2 separate regions of the Mus musculus genome follow, and region 1 is linked to region 2. Evidence: chromatin contacts called from public Hi-C data. All regions are on one chromosome and are shown on one strand. Each heading gives the region's core, a stretch centred on a gene start, on an enhancer-like site or on the middle of the called end of the contact. The rest is flanking DNA. Distances are from core to core; before and after follow the strand shown. Region 1 holds the start of Pcyox1 (prenylcysteine oxidase 1). Region 2 holds the start of Tex261 (testis expressed gene 261).

Region 1 (4,017 bases), core at 848-3,347, 2.6 Mb after region 2:
TAGTCTCAGTCATGGAGAAGAAAGCCTCTGCCAGGGCTGGGAAGGGCACCCGAGGAGTAAGAGAGGTCCCATCCTACGCAAGCCTCAACTTTGCAAAACTGGGAAACTCAGGTAAATGGGAAACGGCCAGAGTTACACAATATTCCCTAAGAGAAGGCTTGCACAGGCCTGCCAGCCTTCCCCGAACATGGCCCGCTCCTCTGCCGACAACGTGTCAGTCATGTGTCCCCGTGAGTACATGTCTGAACCCTGTCTGAACGACTTCAAGCCAAGTGTTGGAAGCCCATGGATCTCATTTTCTCAGCAGCAGAATGAGCTAAAAACACTCTGCTAGCTCAAAGCACTCTGATTTCTCAACCCAAAGCCTGAAGTTTAAGAACTGACAACAGGGGGCTGCAACATGGCTCAGCCCCAAATGGACTGCACCTGGGTTCAATTCCTGAGACCCACACAGTAGAAGAAAAAGAACTGACTGGATCAATTGTCCTCTGACCTCCATACACACCCTGTGGCACTCAGACCAACACCCCCACCCCACAGTTATACAAAATAAATAGCTAAAATATAACTTTTAAAAAAATTTTTTTTAATTTTTTTTTTAAAGAATTAACAGCAACAGCCACCCTCACTCAACCCCATGGCTGTAATTCCAGAGAGCTGATGCCACACAGATAGCTTAGAGTCTCATTACAGGAGAGTGGCTCGATGCTAAGCTGGGACCAACTGCTAAACCCCACAGCAAGAGAAACAGTTTCACCAACTTCTCTGTAGAAGACAAGGCAGAAACATCAGTTCTCTGTGTTAGGAAAACACATACGGCCAGTCACACATAGTGTTGCTTAGTGCTATGAAATCACATACCCAGCTCTTTGACAAATCGCTTCATGTGCAAATTTAGGGGGTGAATGACTGAACCCCCTGCCTCGTAGTCATGACCTTGCACCTTCAAAGTGGCCAAACGGCCCCCGACCTCTTCTCTCTCAAACACGTCAATCTTCACGTCCTTCCCAAATTTCTTCCTTAGATAATAGGCGGAGGAAGTACCACCGATTCCAGCACCGACTATTGCTATACGGAGGGGGGGAAAGGAAAAGAGGAACCGTTTGTTTCCCCTCCTATCAGTGTTGCTTTTGTTTTTGAAAAGCCATTAACCAATAATAGCCATTACTCAAGACTAAAACTAACAGCTTGGGGAAACCTGAGGGAAGGGGTTCTCTTTAAAGACAGACTCCCTGAACCTAGACAGGTGCTATAGATGAAGTTACAAACTGACAGTTGGTCAAAAGATGCCCAAAGGTTCTCCCAGGTCTTTGTGGAGGCACCACCGGACCCAGGGACCCTGCTGTGCCCAATTCCTGGGGAAGTATGAATGGGCCCCTCCAGCACGCATTTTAAATAAAGCAGACGCCATCTTCGCCCAGCTTTGTTCTTTGTCTCTCTATGGCCCCAACACCATTAACGATCCCGAAAGACACAGCTTCAGATGGGAATAGACACCCAGGAATGAAAACCCGAGGCAACCAAAGCCACGAAGAGACCGGGTTCTCCAGCTAGCTGCAGCAGTTGCAGTAAGCAGAGCGCAGGTGCGGGGAGGCGGTCCCAGTCCTTCTCGGGGGAGGGGATCTGGAGGTAGGGGAAGAGAGACTGGTCCCAGTGCAGAGTCTGCGTGCCCCAATCGGCCGGACAAACAGACTTAGCTCCAGGGACAGCTAGAGGCGGGCTCTTGAGGGCGTTCAGCTGCTAGAGCCGAGGGCCTCCCAGGCTGGAGCTGCACGGATACCGAGTCCCTGGCTAGCACACGCCTCCAGTGGCACTCCTCCAGACTCGGAGCGCACGGCCCGGTCTCCGGACCCCGATCTCCACCCAGCCCTGGGAAGACCGACCTAGGCATCGCCGCGCCTCTGTATCCCCCGCACCTACCGATCCTGTTCGGCGGGGCCCGGGGCTCGGCGCTCGCCAGACTGCCCAGACCACATAGCAGCAGCCCCAGCCAGAACAGTGAGCCCACCAATGCAGCGGCGAAGCGCCCCATGGCCTCCCGCAGCTGCAGACTGACCGCGGGTCCGCCAGCAGACCCTGCTCTATGCGTCTGCGCGCTTTCGCCCCGCCCAGACCACGCCCCAGAGCACACGACCACGCCCACTCGTCCCACCCAGGTCCTTTGCTCCCCAGGCTCGCCGATTTTGTGTTATCTAATCCTGGTCCTCTGTGCCCCCGAAGTACACTCTGGTCCCAGAAGCCCACATCCAAGGCGCAGGTTGAGGGCCACCTCAGCTCTCCTTTCCCGCCTCTCCTGAAGATGCATCCTTCTTCACAAGTGCCCTCTACAGTCCCCAAAATCGCGAGCTTGTAGAGAATGCACGTGGCCAATCTCAGTCTAAACCAGGCAAACCGGCCGCAAACATTTCTAAAGTGAGCACTTTGTTCCAGGGACTCAGCTGCGTGATAAGAAAAGGAAGAGAGATGGGGTATTGTGAAGTAAGAGGAGCAAAACACGGGACCCACGTCCATACGAATAAAATTAGAACACCAAAGTGGCCTCTCACATACGGTCTGTTTCCAAGTTGAAGACACTAGAGAAGACACAAAAACAAGAAATGCTGTCTACTTTCCTCCAATTGCCTAAAAACAAAACACTGAGTGTGTATGGGAGAGTGGGGGTGCTGGAGACATGGCTCAGTAGTTAAGAGCACTTCCTGCTATTTATTCCACCGGACCTTCCTCTGGCACACTTGTAAGCATAACAAAATTTTAAGCACTGGAGAAATGACTCAGTGGCTAAGAGTGCTACTGAGTTCTGTTTCTGAGGCTTACAACTGCCTGTGCCAGCAGTGCCAGGGGAACTGTCACCCTCCTCTGACCTTCCAGGGCACCAGAACACACACAAACACATAAATAAAAATAAACATACACACAAGGACAAAGGGATCCTCCCTTCTCTACCTGAGGGATGTGGGTTTATCACCAAAGGCAATTTTAGACATCTTAAGTAAAATTCCTAGGAAGCCATTAGTTTGGCCTGAGCTACTGGGCTGGATGGATGGACAGCATGCCAACTCAATGGGGAATCCCCATCGGAAGCTGCGTGCTACCAGAGGTGAAACTAAATTTTCTGGTTGACCTTCATAGGAAAGGGAGCTGGTGACATGCCTCTGTTAGCAGATCCGAGAACGATGTCCCCTATGCTTCAACCTTCCCAAAGAGCATAACTTCAAAACCAGTCAGCTCTTTGTTTCCAGCTTCTGCCTTCCTCTGCCCTGGGCAGTCTAAAGAGCCAGGCTTCTCCTCCAGATGTAGGAAGAGCTGTGCTATGTTATAGAACAAGGTGTTCTCACTTCTAGTCAGCTGAGACCTGTCAATATCTTGTAGTTTTGGTTTTTCCACAGATCTTTGTTTTTTCAAACAGAATCTCAAGTAACCCTTTCTACCTCTTGTGTGCTGGGATTTCACAAACTTTCACCAGTAAGAAATTCACATAACAAGCCTGACCCCGGAGCCTTTCTCCTGCCATATATTATTTGCCTTCTCTTGGTTTCCAGCCCTAAGAACTCAAACTCTTCTTTGCCACCTTATGCCTTGTCATGTCTCTAAAAACTGACTATCCTTTGAAGGCGACTTGTATCCTAAGCCAGCTTCTGGAGAGCTGTTCATTCCTTGGAGAAGCTCTCAATTTTCTGTCTGTTTTTCTCTTATTTACTGAGACAGAGCTCACTATGTAGCCTCGGCTGGGCTTTAACTCAAAGAGATCTGCCTGCCTCTTGTCTCCTGAGTGCCGAGATTAAAGGGCTATGCCACTGTTTGGGTTATTGTTCTCTTGTTGATGTGGTTTTGTTACAGGGGTCTGTCCTAAATAAGGAATCATAAAAATGAAGAAAATTATTTTTTTCCTCTCCCCTAAACTGATGTCATACTATAAGACACACACGCACGCACACATGCACGCACAGTGTGTACTCAGAATGAATTCTGAGGAGATGGTTCACTGGGTAAAATGCTAGGTTTGCAAGCATGAGAACC
Region 2 (4,077 bases), core at 1,565-4,064:
TAGATGGCACCTGGTGCCGACAAGGTACCTCAGAAAAACTTTCCCAGGCATCCAAAGGGCAGGAGAAGGGAGTGACCTAGGAAGCCAGAGGAGCCTTCTGGTGGCCAGAGCTGCTCACTGGGAGACCTACAGGGCGCTTGGTACTGAACAAACTCCCACTAAACAGGTTCTGAGGTTAAAATTATACCTGACATCGACATGCCCCAAACACTCACAATCTACCCTTCTACAGATAACATTCAGATTTCTCCTAGACTCAGAAACCTAACTCTAAAGCACACCCCACACCACCTGCCATCTCGACCCAGTCTACAGCAAGGCAAAACAACAGTGCCTGTGGCCAACCACTTGCTAAAACCTTTCTCACAAACATCTGTGTGCATCTGTGACCACCGCATGAATCAACTGGGTCTAACAGAGTCACTCCGGGATGAGAAGTGACTTTCCAGGGACAGGAAATAGTGTGCTTCTCTTCTTTCCCAAACCCTCCTTCTAACTTGACTCTTTGGCAAGGTCCTCATGGCTGGAGCCCTTCCCCTCATGAGGACTAGGCAGGGACAGGCTCTAGGGTCCTCAGGAACGAGCAGCAGTGTGGCCTCCTGTAGGACCTCAGCCGCTGCTCAGGTGCTCCCCTCCCCAGTATCAGGTCAGTGTCTGGGACAGAGTGCCCACATCTAGTCACATCAAGTCCTCCCTGCTTGCCCCCTCTCACCGCATGACAGGATGAAGTTAGGTGACGTCAGCATGATGAAGGGGAAGGTCTGGAGAAGGCCAAAGTAGACGAGGTTGGTGAAAAGGCCCACGCCAATCATGCTGGTGGGGAAACGCTCAAAGACGTAGAGGCCGATCAGCACTGCTGTGGAGAACTAAAACAGGCAGAGGCGCTGGCTCAGGGGACCTTTAGGCCTCCGGGACAGTCAGTCCCTGCCTGCTCTGCACAGCGCTGTTACAAATGCACTTTGGTTTTCTCGGTTCACAGAAACCACACTCAGCTTTCAAAAAGGTGGTCTCTCTGAAGGCCACTTCTAAAACATTTTAGACAGTGATCCAAAGTAAGAAAAAAAAAACATTTTATACAGCACTCCACCAAACACATACCCAACGTGTGACAGAGCGCACACTCACTTTGCCTGCTCTCGTTTTTACTGTTAGCACTGTTTTTGGAGCTGGAGCTGAGGATCTAACCGAAGGCCGCATGCATGCCTGTACCCCCATGTCCCATTTCATAGCTTCCTTGAATGCTAAGCATGATCTACTGAATCAATTACGTAACTCAGTGATGAATCCAGCAGGCAGTCTGAGAAAGGCTTCGGTTGTCGGTGATGAAAGGTCTAATTGCTATCCCAACCACACCCACAGACTGAGCCAATGAGCTGGCTGTAGCCCTGTCTTTACCACAAACTACAACCCCAGGCTACGTTGAGAGTGAAAGTAGCTGCAGACTTTAGGCGACTGAAAGGTGAACTTTTCTGTCCAAAGGTATCCTCCCCCCCCCCCCCCCCCGCACCTCAGTCTTCCTCACAGCCTCTCTAACAGGGACAGGGACCAAGTCTTCAGGAAAAGAAACCTCCATGAGGGAAGAGAAAGGGCTGGACATTCTCCCTTAGGACAAATGACACTGAGTGGAGAGAGGGCAATAGCTAACTAAGCGTTACAAACTGTCCTTATTGTCCCTATAAGTTCTAAGCCTGGGCTGGGATTGGGGACCTGGTGTTAGAGACCGTGGACACTGTGAGACAGACACAGGAAAGCGAAGCCATGAATACCTATCAATGAAATATCTGCACTGTCACCTTAAGGAATGGCAGTAGGTTGTGAAACTATGCCACCTGAGGCTGGAGGGCCAGGGGTGATCTGGACCCAGGAGTGCAGACTGCAGGGCAGGGAAGCAAGTGGGACACCCTCAGATCCTGGGTTCTCAGCACCAAAACAGCCCCAGCTCAAACAGTCCCCACTTCCTGTTTCTGATGTAGGGCAAACAAGCCCTGGGTGACTACTCCAGGGAAAAGCGGCCACTTACCCAGATCATGTATTTGATGATTCGGCTGGTGGCCACCGTGTACTCTTCTATCAGCTCTGCAAGGTAGTACAGTCCAGCCGCTGGGTAGGAGAAGGGGGTCCCAGAGGGAGGGGGACAAACAGGAAGAGATCAGCCAGGGACACTCCCACCAGCCTGCTCATCCTGTAGTCCCCCACCAACCCTCCTCAGACTCCAGGAAGTCGGGAACAAGCCAAAGCACCCCTGGGATGTCCTTCTCATCTGCACAAGTAGATAGAACTTTGCCAAGACAACTGTAGAAATATTGGATTTGACCGCACAGCATAAAGTTAACCTCTGTTCCGGGAACCTTAAACTTCACTCGTCAATCAACACCTGCAGAACACTTAGTTTACAGGCCGGGTGCTGTACACTAGCACACAGCCGGGTGAGACAGACAGGGGCCTTCCCCCTGTCCCAGCTGGAGGGGACAGGCTGAGTAGGGAGCTCAGGGCTCCAAGAGCAAGGATGCGTCTCGGGAACCAAGCATCCCCACCGGAAGGTTCCGCAGAGGTCCAGTAGGACCAGCTCGGGGTCGTCAGCGCCCAGCTGCAAAGAGCAGCAGCGGTTGGCGGCTCGGGGCATCGGGGCGCGCGCGGCCCGGGTCAGCGCTCTCACCGACGGCCAGAGTGATGAATGCCACCTGGATGAACAGCGACAGCCAGCTCAGCACGTACATGAACCACATGGCGCCCCCCGGGCCGCCGGGACGGGCCTGCGCGGTCCGGCTCCCGCGACACTGAGCGGCCGCCGCCGTGCTGTCCCCGCCCAGAGGACGCCGAGAGGAGCAGGGCGGAGCGCCGCGGCCCCTGCGCCCCCGCCAAGCCCGCGAGCGCCGCTAACCGGCTCGGAGGATCGAAATCGCGCTGCACCCGGTACGGAGCGCCTACACAGAGCCCAGATTGATTGGAACCAATCCTGGCTCAAGCCTGCTCCGCACAGCCTTGGATCCTAATTTTCTGGGAGAGGAAGATTCCCTTCTCTCAGGTCACACACTAGGAAGCCGCATAATCTGGAATCCCAGGTGCCTTTAAATGGTCACCTTCAGCCTTAACTCTCCCTCTAGGCTGAGGTCTTTTGCAATGCAGGTCTTCACTTTTGCGTGGGGACTAAAGCAACAGCTAAGCACTGACTGTACTTGCGACACCGCAGGTAATCATCTGAGAGAGCACCACCTAGTGGCTGACACAGGTAAGCTCAGAGTGCCAACAAGCCTCTTATCTCAAACAAACTTTTTGTTTGTTATTTTCAGAAAGGGAGGGTCTCATAGCTCAGGCTGGCCTTTGAACTGTCAACTCTCCCATCTCCAGCTCTCAATTGGTAGGGTTTCAGATGTGTGGAGTCTCCGTACTAGGGCAAAATATAACTTTGGTTTTGGTTTTGTCTGTTTTGATTAAGGGTCTCTATGTAGTCCTGCAACCTGCTATGTAAATCAGGCTAACCTTGAACTCACAGAGACCAGCCTGCCTCTGCTTTATCCCAAATCCTGGGATTAAAGGTGTAGAAACATCATGCAAAGATCTTTTCTTTTTTTGAAACAGCCTTATGTGCCTCCAGGCTGGCCTTGGTGACACTAAGTAGTTTTGAGTGCTGGAATGGTAGATATTATATGTTAAGGACTAGGTACAATATTAAGGCCTAGGTAACTGTCACCTGGCCAGCCTGCCATTATAAGGAAACTTGCTCATGTTTCTACTGTTACTAGGAAACTTTCTAATGCCAGGATTGGTTATGTATTCTGTTTTGTTCTGTGCCCTGGGAAACCAATCTAAATAGAAATGCTTTGCATGGTTACTCACAGCAAGTTTGGGTCTGAAGTGACCATCCAACAATACTTTCTGCACCTGACTATAAGCTTTTATGGGATTTGCTGTTATAAGCTGCCCCTGGGATGAACCCCAACATAAGAGATATAAGAAACTATTTAAAATAAGACCCCCCCTCCATTTTGAGTAGGGGTCAAGTAAAGTTTAAGTTCCCAAGACTTCCCTGGGAACTGACTTCCTAATTGGCAGAGAGAGACAGGTATGTGGGCAGCT

What was found. A called contact is a pair of places that touch in the nucleus more often than the background predicts.
Region 1: a Hi-C map of regulatory T cells shows a contact between it and region 2, with 3 times the contacts expected there. The contact joins the promoter of Pcyox1 here to the promoter of Tex261 in region 2. A contact is called at or near these places in 1 of 484 Hi-C or Micro-C datasets (regulatory T cells) and 1 of 115 datasets of contacts at active chromatin or transcription factors (astrocytes).

Annotation. Positions count from the first base shown.
Region 1 is chr6:86,395,053-86,399,069 of GRCm38.p6, forward strand. It overlaps Pcyox1 (prenylcysteine oxidase 1), which reads right to left and starts at 2,098. Exons shown (of 6, transcript NM_025823.4): 1 at 1,921-2,098; 2 at 862-1,068. The coding sequence starts at 2,032.
Region 2 is chr6:83,772,998-83,777,074 of GRCm38.p6, forward strand. It overlaps Tex261 (testis expressed gene 261), which reads right to left and starts at 2,815. Exons shown (of 6, transcript NM_009357.2): 1 at 2,657-2,815; 2 at 2,021-2,100; 3 at 713-866. The coding sequence starts at 2,726. Gm52907 (predicted gene, 52907) reads left to right here and starts at 2,938. Exons shown (of 2, transcript NR_168047.1): 1 at 2,938-3,229.